Linked DNA regions of Mus musculus: region 1 is linked to region 2. A link is a contact called in public HiChIP or PLAC-seq data. All regions are on one chromosome and are shown on one strand. Each heading gives the region's core, a stretch centred on a gene start, on an enhancer-like site or on the middle of the called end of the contact. The rest is flanking DNA. Distances are from core to core; before and after follow the strand shown.

Evidence for each region. HiChIP or PLAC-seq counts read pairs in DNA pulled down with a chosen protein or histone mark.
Region 1: a contact with region 2 is called in a CTCF HiChIP or PLAC-seq map of the NIH/3T3 cell line, with 6 read pairs. The contact joins two enhancer-like sites. A contact is called at or near these places in 1 of 15 datasets of contacts at CTCF or cohesin (the NIH/3T3 cell line) and 4 of 115 datasets of contacts at active chromatin or transcription factors (the NIH/3T3 cell line, astrocytes, cardiomyocytes and 1 more).

What each region holds. Positions count from the first base shown.
Region 1 is chr8:79,596,385-79,602,515 of GRCm38.p6, forward strand. No RefSeq gene overlaps it. Among named protein-coding and RNA genes, the nearest start is that of Otud4, 40 kb to the right of the region's middle. Within about 2 kb of position 4,172, at least 7 of the 459 cell types and tissues checked have an H3K27ac peak or open chromatin away from gene starts, as enhancers often do. A contact at or near this core is called in the NIH/3T3 cell line, where this site is marked.
Region 2 is chr8:79,206,272-79,212,439 of GRCm38.p6, forward strand. It overlaps 1700011L22Rik (RIKEN cDNA 1700011L22 gene), which reads right to left. Exons shown (of 6, transcript NM_026315.1): 6 at 4,159-4,486. The coding sequence ends at 4,379. Among named protein-coding and RNA genes, the nearest start is that of Gm30271, 7.5 kb to the left of the region's middle. Within about 2 kb of position 2,595, at least 255 of the 459 cell types and tissues checked have an H3K27ac peak or open chromatin away from gene starts, as enhancers often do. A contact at or near this core is called in the NIH/3T3 cell line, where this site is marked.

The sequences.
Region 1 (6,131 bases), core at 2,922-5,421, 390 kb after region 2:
GAGGGAAGGAGAAAAGCTTACACAAAAATAACTCTTAACCTCAAATGGGATAAGAAATAGTTTATTCTGGAGTCAAATATGAGTGGCCATGGCTTGCGGACAGAGACTTAAGCTACTATAAATTCCATGTTCCAACATGGTAATGGTTGAATTAAGTTTTATAGTAATAAAGCAAAGAAAATTATAAATCAAGCTACTTCAAATATGTTCCTGGAAACATCAGTAAGGCAGATCACAGAACAATCAGACGTCTCAGGTATTGGTTTCAGATGCTATCTGATGCCATTCTTAGTCTTTTGGTTGGAGATAGCTGAGGTGGTTCTGTTTGTACATTCCAAAGGATTTACCTAATGGTCACAAGATGCCAGCTCACACAGAGAGAAAAGGCAACACACAGCCATCAGGGGGGCTAAAGATGACCCAGGGTGATTTGCCTCTGGACTTGCAACGTTCCATTCTCTCCGATCAATCAACCCTGCAGAAGGTTCAGTGGAAGATGTGGGTCCTTCCAGGGATTACAGGAAAGAGGAAAGGAAGGAGGGGAGAAAGAAAAGAAGGAAAGAGAAGAGAGGGGGAGGAAAGGAGAGGAGTGGGGGAAGGGAAAGAAAAGCAAGGAACAGGAAAGGTACTGTTCAACAGCATGCCTTTGAACACAGTAGCCAGATCTCAGAACACAGGCTCTGCCACAACATCCAAATATCAGAACCATCAAGTTGGCAATTTCCCCACACCCCTCATGCCCTTCAGCCCCAGCTTTCGCTATGCTGAACAGGACTGTAAATTCTGATGTCTGTTGATAGAAATATTCCTTACACAAGTGAAAGAACCCAGTCCTTCAGTCCTAGATTTTACCACACGTGGTATGAAATATAGTCTCAGTTTTCTGAGGATTTAATTTGCCCAAGGATTTAATGCCACCCAAAGGCAATGGTGACAAACTGCACAAGAGAAAAAAAGAGGGAAAGAAAGAACTTTTCAGTTTGGATACAAAAATATGTTTTCGGCTTAATGTTTCTGACTGAATTCTATACATCCATTGTGTTAGTTCATCTTTTGTTAACTTGACACAAACTAGAGTTGTCAGGGGATCAGTAATTGACAAAAGTGTCTCCATCAGACTGACCTAAAGTCTTGTCTGTAGAGCATTTTCTGGATTGATTGATTGATTTGGGCAGGCTCAGCCCACGGTGGACAGTGTCACCCCTGGGCAGGTGGTCCTGGGTGATACAAGAAAGCAAGCTGAACAAGATATGAGTAGCAGGCCAGTAAGCAGCACCCTCCATGGCCTCTGCATCAGCTCCTGCCTTCAGGTTCCTGCCCTGAGCTCCTGCCTAGGCTTCTCTCAGTGACAGACCGTAAAGGATTTGCAAGTTACACCTACCAAGCCAAGTTAGTTTTGGCCATGTGTTTGATCATAGCAACAGAACTATTTATATATCAATTATATATCAACATATTAAAAAGTCAACTTCATTGTCAACAAACCCAACAAAAACAAAATTAAAACAAAAGTATTCAGAAGGAATGGGTGTCTGTCTTCTGTCTGTCTGTCTGTCTGTCTGTCTGTCTATGCATCTGTGTGTGTATGTGTGTGTGTGTGTGTGTGTGTGTCTGTGTGTGTGTGTATCTGTGTGTGTGTGTGTGCCCATGGGACAGCACTGGCATCTAGAAAATGATCACTTAAAGACTGGCATTGGCATACTGAATGGTCTTGGAAGCTGCTTAGATTCAAAGTTCTTCTGACCTTCCCTAGCTCTCCCTACCCAACCCAGTGTGGGGAGTGAGTCTCTGAAAGTCCCCATATCTACTTGAGGAGATAGACCCTAACAGGAACACAAATTGCCTCCAGTATTCTTACTGAAACTTTATTAATCAGTAAAGATTAAACAACTCTCGCCAGAAGAAACCCTGAAAGGCACGCACTGGATCTGGAGCCTGGGAAGACACTGTCCAAGGCCTCTGTTTTTCTGGCCACATTTAAGCTGCCTGAAACTCAGTGTACCAGATTTCTAAAACTGTCCCTGTCCCTGCTTCCCTCTCCTCGTGACCCATTTTAACCCTTCATTTTTGTTGATTCTGGGTTTGTTTGTTTCTGTGAGACAAGGTCTCACTATATAGCTCTGGTTGGTCTGGAGTACACTATGTGGACCAGGCTGGCCTTGAACTCAAAAAAATCCACATGCTTCTGCTCCTGGGTGCTGTGACTAAAGGTGTATGCCACCACGCCCAGCTTCCACTGACCTTTCTTTAAGCTCATACTTACTGTCTACTTCCTGGGTGCTGCCAAGCCATTCCCATGCACATCATAACTGTGTCTCTTCGCCTACCTCATCTGTCTACTGTTGCTTCACTCTTGGGAATCCTTCCAAAGGTAGAGGGGACATTCATTCACCTGCAGGAGTCTTTGCTCAGCATCACAACAAATAATAGCTGTGAACCCTCATGTAGGTACTAGGAACTGAACCTGGGTCCTCTGCAAAAGCTACAAGTTCTATTAACTGCTGAGCCAACTCTCCAGCCCCAAACAAATCAAGCAAGTATAAAGAGAACTCCATAGGGAAACATCAGTGCTAGACACGGAGGGAGGGCTCAGGAGCCCCTACGCCCAGCTCAGGCTTCTAGGGGAGGGAAAGGTGGGTTTCTTTAAGGGTGTGACCCTTAGGTCCACCATGATCCAATGGGTGGCCTCACAAAGACGAGTAGATATGAGAAGCACAAATTAGATTCAGTGGGTTATTAAGAAAAAAATTAAAAAGAAGACATGAAATTGGTGAGGAGGTTTAGGGTGAATCTGAGAATAGTTGTCTGGAGGAGTGGAGGGTGAATGTGCTCAAATAACATTTATGAATTTCCCCCCAAAATTAACAATGTATTATAGAGTTTAAAACCCTCAGTGCTAGATAGACAAAATATAGAAGAAACTTGAATGCATGTGGCTCTGTGAACGGAGAAAGTGTGGTGCCTGTGTGCATACAATCAGCAGTGTTCATCTGTCAAAAAGGAAGACTGGGCTAGCCAAAGGCTTAGAGGGCTCTCACTGTGCAAGCATGAAGACCTAAATTTGAATCTCCAAAAACCTATGTGAAAAGCTGGCATGGCATTGCCCATTTGTAACCCCAGTGTTGGGGGTTCAGAGCCTAGTGGATAACCCCCAGGGCTTCCTGGCTAGCCAGTTTAATCAAAACACAAGCTTTGGTTTCAGTGAGAGATCCCTGTCTCAAAGAATATAAGGTCATGTTAATTAAAACCTTAAATTCCAGCACTCATGAAACAGAGGCAGGTAGATCTCTGTGAGTTCAAGGCCAGTTGGCTACATAGTGAACCCCTGTCTCAAAAAGAAAGTAATGTACAATGTTGTAGAAGAAGACTCTCAACACTGACCTTGGTTTCCACATGTATGCATGCATGTTCACAAACACATGCACACACAGAGGAAAACATTTTAAAAGGAGAAAATTCTAATGTGGGTCACACAAAAAAAAAAATGAAACTGGAAGACATTATACTAAGTCAAAGAGAGAGGGGGAGGAGTCCCAGAAGACAAACAGTGGATGGTTGCACTTAGATACACAGAGCAAATAAATTTAGAGGCAGTAAAATGAATGGTCTGAGAGAAAAGGAAGTATTTACTGTTTTCAGTTTAGGAGAATAAGAAGGCTCAGGAAATGGCTGGTGGTGATGGCCAGGCAACATCGAATGTACTTAAGTGTCACAGAATGGCGTGCCTTAACGTGGCTTAACAGTAAAGTTTCTGCTATGTATACTTTTTCACAATATAAAGCAACAAAGCAAAACAAAACAAAACAAAAACTGGCAACGAAAGACGGGTCACCAGCTGATGGAAAGAAAAGGCAATGCAGAATTTCTGGAAATTTCTAATGCAACAATATGTGGCAAGAGAATTTTAAATGTTTACCTACTTGCTATTTATTTTTGCATGTGTGTGTTTGTGGTGTGCATGTGGCTTGTGTGCTTTGGTTGTGTATGTGTGCGTGTGTATGTAAGCTTGAAGCTGCCACCTGACATTTGCCTTGTTCGCTCTCCACTCTAATGAAACAGAGTGGCTCTCTGAACCTAGGGCTTGCTGATTCCAGTCTGGTTGGCCACCTTGCCCTGGGGATCCCCTGCCACTGTTCTCAGTGTGCTGGGATTACAGACAGCCTCAAGCCCACTGGTGATTCAGACTTCAGCCTACACTCCTGTGCACTAAGCTTTCTCCACTCAGCCATCTCCTCTGCCCCAGATGTTTCTATTTTTGGATTGATTAATCCTTTATCTAGGACTCTATCCAAAATATGTAGAACAGCACTGCATCCAGAGAATCAAGCACAAGAATATCACCAAGGGAAACCCCACAAATCTATAACAGGGAACTATAAAACTATATTGAGCCCTCCAGATGAGTATACTGTAATCGTAACATGCTTGTTTCTGAAGAACAAGAACATGTGTCATTAAGTGATACAAGGGAGATTTACATTTTATAAACATTCCATAAATATCCTTATCTATTAAATGGCAAAATGTGCATCCGTATTTTAAACAATTTCTGAATTATAAGGGTTGAAAGAATTTGAATACTTATCAGGGGCTTTCTTATTGAAGCAATACTGTATAGCCCATTAAGCTTGCTAATGGCTAAAGGTACATTTTGTCTTAATTTACTAATAAAAAGTCTGTTGAAACTATGTTGAAATTTTAAGGTATGGGCCAGGCTGGCATTGGTGTCAGTAGCAAGAAAATTGGTCCAGCCCACTGGTAGCCTGAGTAATAGTACTGGATTGCAACAAGTTGCCAACATTATTCCACAAACAGGAAGGAGGGCTGGAGACACAGCTCAGTCAGTAGAGTGCTTGCCTAGCATGCACATGGCCTTTGGTTCAGGTCTAAGCATTGCAGGGACAGGATGGGATGGCATTTACCTGCAAGCTGGTGGGAAGTAGAGGCAGATCACAAGGAATTCAAGGTTTTCCGGTTAGATAGAGGCCATCCTAGGATACATGAGACCTTGTTTCAAACACAAACAAAATTCCCAGTAGACAGCAGATACAGTGAGATGGCTCAGCAGGTTATCATGCCTACTACCAAGGCTGACAACCTGAGTTCCATTCCCAGGACACATGAAGTGGAAGGAGAGAACTGATTCCTGAGGTAAGCACACATAGGGGATGTGTGCTTGTGCTTTTGAGCACAGACACAGACACACACACACACACACACACACAGACACACACACACACACACCACAAATAAATAAATGTAAAAAGAATGACATTTTTAGGGCTGGAGACATGGCTCAGTGGTTAAGAACACTGACTATTCTTCCAAATAACCAGGGTTCAATTCCCAGCACCTACATGGCAACTCACAAACTATATAACTCCTGTTTTGGGGGTTCCAACACCCTCACACACAGACATACATGCAGGCAAAAACAAATAAACAAAAAGAACCAAAACACCAATGCACAAAGAAGTAAAGAATAAAATACTTTTTATAAATTTCATTTTATGTAAGACAGATTTTCCCTGGGTAGCCTTGGTTGTCCTAGAACTCACTCTGTAGACCAGAGCTGGCCTCGAACTCAGAGATCTGTCTGCCTCTGTCTCCAGAGTGCTGGGATTAAATGTGTATGCTACCACTGCTTGGCTTAAAGGATAATATCGTAAAGAGAGACAGTATGTACTTTAAGTAGAGGCAGGCATTCGGAAAGACAGAGGCAGGATAAGGAAGAGGCTAAAGGGGTGACAGCCCCCGGACTTGGCCAAGCTGCTGGAGACGAGTACCTTAAGCGTTTTAACACTGGCTGCACCTATGGGTTTGTGGCTTGTGAAGCTCTCCCGCTCAGAGATGCTGTTTACAGCCAGATTCAAAGTCAACGAAAGCTTTAAAACCATGTATAGAACCCTGATTGATCACTCGCTTCTCTTAAGGAATGTCCTTTTGTAAATGAAATGGTAAGAAGGTTTTCTGAGATGCGCTTCTCAGGGAGATCTTGATTTTGTTAAGACTATTGACTACTCTGCCATCAGGAAATACAAACTTTTAACAGACCCCAGGGGAAAGGAATTTGTTCCCTGCTCTGAACCTTTTCATTTCCCATCCTTCTATCCTGTTCCAAGATTGGTGGT
Region 2 (6,168 bases), core at 1,345-3,844:
CCAAAGGCTGGGGAGAAGAGGTGAGAAAATACAATTTAATTTACTACTTTTATTTCTTTCCATTTTTGCTTTGTACAATATGACATTACTACATATAAAAATGCTTTCAGATTGAATGTCGGTAGCTAGAATGACAGAACCCACAAAAAATGTGCTTTAAGGGGGAGCCATATTTGGAAAAAAAATTTCCCCGTTAAGACTTAGAAACTCGGTCCCTGATTCTGACCATATGCTTCTTGGTGGGAATTGTCTGCCTTGTATCAGCCATCGTGGCAATGTCAGTGACTCTGGGGAAAGCCAGCTGTAGACTATCAGGGTTTTTTTTGTTTTGTTTTGTTTTGTTTTTCCCAACAACTTGGACTAGATTCTGGATTGATTGGCAAAGGTAAAAATTAAAAAAAAAATATTTCAGACCATCTGATATGTTCAAAAGAGTCTGTGGATATATGTGAAGTTGGTGGTCCTGAGGACTGTCACCCCAAGGTGTGGATGTCTGTGAAGTTCGTGGTCCTGAGGGCTTTCTTCAGGTATGGCAGTGGAACTTCATCTCTGCCCAGTTGTTGTTTATGGAAGACCTCAGGCTACACCAGGTTTCTGTTGAAAAACTCTCAATGCAAATGCCTATGTCATATGCCATGAATTTATGGCTTGGAATCTCTCACTTGAGCCTTTTTACACCATCCCTGGTGCGTGCCAGAAAAAGAACAGTTGCCAAAAAGCAGACATTTTCCTGTCTCTAAAAATAAAACTCTGGCAATGCTTCATGCCCCCTGTGCCAAGACCTGGTTCTACCCAGGATAAACAATAGAAGACCAAGCCGACACAAGGCAAATACTGGCCCTAAAGCAGGCCTGTGACTGGCAGCAGAGGCTTAGGCCAGAGCATTTGTAGCTGTAGACCGGGGGCCCATTATCTCCACCCGGATGGTGGACAGCTGCTAACCCCAACCCAGGCCCAGGTGTGGCCAAGAGGGAAGGCCTCCAATTATGCTAGAGGTTTTGTCTCAACTGAGGTCACAAAGTCCTCGCCAAATCCTGCCCTCGGAGCTCTGGAACTGAGTGTAGGCCGCTTGATTGGTGTGGGCCACAGGGAGCTCCTGAGAGGGGACAATTCCCTGTGCACCTCCCTGCTTTTGCCCTCTAGGCCCAGCTGAGAGCCCTCACCTGTGACAGCAGTCCCAACAAAGCCACCCTAGCGAAAGAATACTATACTAGCAACTGGCTTTCCCGTTTGAATTCTCAGCTCTTCAAATGCTCCTGTAGTACACATTCAAGGGCCTGTGCTTTGTCATGACGGTTCAAGTCTACCGTCCATCGGTAACTTGGCTTTTTGCTTCTTTGGGGATTTAGGAGGGCTGAGAGGAGAGGAGCAGACCTAAATATAGCGAATATTCAGAGGCATAATCACTCCATAAACATGCTTCAGAGGGACGGAGTGCAGGGCTGATCCGGATGACAGATGTCACTCACCCAAGTGTCACATCTTAAAGAAAGCTGAATGGGCCCATTTTCCAACAGGACTGGAGTGACGCCTGTTCATACTATAAATATTTATGAAGTCATCATTCTTAGACTGTAGTTTTTCCAGGTAGGTTGCCTTTGATGACAAAGTTAAGCAGTGATTTCCCTGAAATTATGGACTAGTCAGCAGAGCTTGTTTGGTGGGTATTTCACAGAATGGGAAAGAGGAGAAGGCAAACAAGCCTCCAGTCCGTGCAGCTTCTGCATGTGGAAACCTCATTATGTCAGTCATTCTCACTCGAAACGTGACAGCCTTCTCAGGAGTGAGGGACACCACTTGCTTCTACTCATGCAGAGGTAATGACGAGAGGCCAGGATGAACCTTACCGTCCGATTTCAGCCCCCACTACCACCCTGCTAGGAGGGACCTTTTTAGTACTCTTAGCCTGTCTCTTATTAACACACACAAAAAGTGTACCTCACACCATCCCTGCTCATTTAAAAGGAATTCTGAGAATGTGTGGATGTCTGCCTAGGTGTCTCCCTGCATGTTTATGCATAACGCATCCCTTGAGCTGGTTGCCCTGACTGCTGAGGAATGGCGCCCAGAACCCCCTCTCCTGCCCCACCATGGGCAAGCTTTCCACTTTCTCCCAGGAGCAGCCTAACCCCCCTCTAACCAAGGCACCTCAGCGATCCTAGAGACTTAGAACTCCCAACCACACCCCCCCCCAACACACACATACAGAGAGAGAGAGAGAGAGAGAGAGAGAGAGAGAGAGAGAGAGAGAGAAAGAGGAAGGGAGGGAGGGAGGGAGGGAGGAGAGAGAGAGAGGAGAGAAAGAGAGAGAGAGAGAGAGAGAGAGAGAGAGAGAGAGAGAGAGAGAGAGAGAGAGAGAGAGAGACCTTGTCACTTTAAAGCCCGCAGGTTGTTAATCTCCTGAAGGCACCAGTGCACTTGGCAGTCTGCTAAGCCTGCCTCTTTCCTGGAGAAAAGGGTGGCATTTTGCCTAGGATGTGATGCCCAAACCTCAGGGTAGCCCTGGCCCTATCACGTGGATCTGCCCCTCAGGGAACCGTTGCTGATCCTTTGGCTCCAGCCTGGGAAGCCTTTTACAAAGTGAGTCACAGGCTGCATTGACCACCCTATCAGGGGAGGCCAGGGCTGCCATGTATGGTCTGTGCTCGGTGCCACCCACCTCTCATGTCACTCCTACTTTTTTTGCCAGGACAGCCTGAGTCATGAAACTCAGCGCATTCCTTAGGCCTTGGATCGTGTTTCCTTGTTACTACTTTGTCTTTGTTTTACGGAGCACCTGGTTTCATTTTAAAATCCCAAATAAAATCCCCTGGCCAGGGTGGGGGTGGGAAGAGAACAGAAAGAAAGCAAAGGAAAAAAGGGAGGGAGGGAAACCTAGGCTGGTGGTGGAGACAGAGGAAAAGGAGGACCCTGGACAAAACAGGACGGCTACAAGTTAATTCCTTCTGACCAGAGGCTCTTTCACTGCCTGGAAGTGCCTGTGGCTGGTCCCCTGCTGCTTCCCGTCCCGTCCCCCCCTTTTTTCCAGTCTCCTCAATAAACGGACTAATCTTTGATAAACCTGAAGAACTTTCCAAATACAGCACATTATGAGTCCTTAAATCGGCCTGTCTCCTTTATCTTGTACTATAAACCCTAATTCACTGCGTGAGTCAGTATTTTTCCATAAGCTAACTTTTTTTTTTCTGTTCTGTTTTTTCCTATGGGGGTAGGGGGAGTCAGGGAAGAAGGCGGTCTGCATAGAAGGCAGACTCAGCCCTCCCGACATGCTGCTGGTCACGCTGAGTTTCTGTGGCCAGGTTATTTCTGTAAATTTGTCTGTAAAGCTGTTGACATTGATTTTTAGAATGGAAACAGAATTCTAACAAACTCTGGCTTGCATGTAGCAAAAGCTGAACACTGGGGCACTAAGAAAGCCTTGCCATGGATAAATGCCTCCTTAGGAGTGGTGATGCACAGTCACTGGGGCATGGTCCTTGGGTGCCAGCCTGGGCGTCTGCCCAGAGGTCCCCTCGCTCTGCCTGCGCAGGGCAGACTGTTGGAGGCTCCGGAGTGGCCCAGGGCTGCATTTACATTGCACGGTTCTGGCGAGTTTAATGGAAACCACATGAAGGGGAAGCAGACCAGATGGCTCCCAGCGAATGTATTTAGCCCAACCTGGGGCTAAAGGAAAAAAACATATTAAGGGTTGGGTCCTGGGGTGCGGCTAGGGGGTTAGGGTGCGACGTTTGTGTTTCCTGTTCAACAGGAGCCGTGGGTTGGGGTGCAGGCTGGATCGGGGCCCCGAAGCGCCGGGTGGCAGAGGAATGGCTGCCAGCGGGAGGGAACTATTCCGTGGCCTTGCTCCTTTTTGCCAGGTCCCTTAGCGGCTCTCGGGCAGGGCAACCACACGGCTGTGAGGGGACCCCGCCAGGGCAGATGCAGCGGGAAGAGGGAGGCGCAGGCCTATGGGCGCCGCGGAAGGCGGAGCCAGCTGCAAAGCCAGTTTTCCCTGAGTGGAGGGAACTGCTACAGGCCTTCTGGGTCATAGCACAGGGAAAACAGAAAGGTCTTTCTCTGAGGTAGAGGACAGGCTACATAACTCTGGAGCCCACTAAGGTGGAGGTCATGCTATCGTTTGTGAGGTTCTAACAGCAGAATGTGAACCTGGGCACTTTGTAAAGGAACATTAATCATGTTTATGACAAACCCCTTCCCCATCAACACACGTGCGTGTGTGCGCGCGCACACACACAAGAATAAGGGAGGAAGCCCAGGGAAGTTTCTAGCAAGATCTTCCCTATGTGCACAATCCATCAAAGCCTTCTTGGAACTCCTGTCTCAATGGCTTAACACAGACACGAGGTAGGGCTCTAGGTCTGTGGCTTCTTTCTTGAAATCACTTGAATTTGCGCCCTGAGCTTCCACTGGTATTGGAGGAGAATCGATCCGTCCCTGAGTCCTCCGAGGAGCCCAACTTGCTTTCATAATCCCATTGTCGCTGAAGCTGGAGGGAGAAAGGGTTCGATTGTCAACACTCGCGCATCCACAAAGATCAGTTCCCACAAAAATAGGATTTAAATTGCCTCTTTCAAACTAGACATCACTCATGAGCAGGGCCTGGCATCACTTTTGCATTTTCTTCCATCTTAAAAAAAGCTAAATAAACCCTTTCTGTTTCATATATTGTACCTCAGTCAGGAAGGACAGATCAATAAGCAAGATGGATTTAAAAAGACAAGAATTCTAAGAAACGCTAAAGACTCGGTCTCTTGTCTCGGCCCTTTCATCATCCCCCACTGATAGGAACCTTTACTATGCTTTCCCACTTCCAACCAGCAGGCAATCCTGGGTGTGAGTTCTCGGCTTTTCAGTCCTACATCATGACCCTCTTCAAGTCAGGTTCCACGAACATGAAGAATTCAAAGAGAGTTTCCAGTGGAGCTGGTCACCAAGCAAATGTTTTTAACCCTAAGAATTTTGGCAGCCTGGCAGGAAATGGACAATTCTCAACCTGGTGGCTTTTGCACCTTCCCCTAAAATATCAGTACCTGTTTTAAAATATTTTAAATGTGGGGAATGGAGGGATGGCTGCTCTTCCAGAGGACCCAGGTTCAATTCCCAGCACCCACACCGTAACTCATATCCATCTGTAACTAGATTTGCAGAGGACTGGAGCCTTCTGGCCTGGGAGGGCATCAGGTACAGACATATATGTACATATAAAAAAATGAAAATATTAAATGTTGCTTTACTCATTAAAGCCATGGTTTGGTTTGGTCAGGATTCTGGCTCAACATTAGTCAGATAACTGCCCCATATTTATCGAATGTGACAGGGAAAGAGGAGGGGGATGGGGGGATGGTTTTGGACTGTTAGTACATCACAATAGAATGTATGAAAATGGATTTAGGGGAGGGGTCAGGAGAGGAAGACAAGCATCCCTCAGTACAGCTCTGACACTGATTGGCAATGAAATTGCCTGGCACCCGTGCAACTCCACGCAGCAAGAACGAATTATTTAATTGTAGTTAATCATTCCCTTAGACAACTCCCAGGAGGAAGCTGCGACCAGCACACTTTCAGGAAATCATCTTCCTTTCCCAGAAGTGAGCCCCCTCCCCCACCCGAGAAGCAGGTCCATGACTGACTGCACAGGATCTTTCACCAGACCCACAGCTTCTAGACCCCGGCATCTTTCCTTGTGGTGCTGCCTTCTAGTGCGCCGGCATTCCCTAGATGCTAAAGCGACTGCTTCATTCTGGAAGGATACCATTCAAATAGGCTTAGCTGTCTGCGACCCAAGGAAAGCTGTCCAACCCTTCCCTGTTAGCTAAATTTACCAGGTTCATTTGGTGACCCAGACCAGCCTATTCAAAGTGACATGTGTGCATAATTGGTATTCTTGTGACAATCTTAGGTGCTACTTGAATAACATTAAAAAAATTTTACTGACCAAGTTATTTTTTTCTCCCTAACACATGTAACCAGCATACCAAACTCATGACATCACACATTTAATTACTTAGCATAAAGCTAAGTTGTTTGGATTCAACTTAAAGAGAGGCTCTAATAAAATTAAATGATAGCAAAAAATTGCTTTATTTTATACTAAATGAAGTTAGTAGGACACATAGAAGAAATAGAGAATTGTGTGAGAGCCCTCTGTGTGTGTGTATCTGTGCTCAT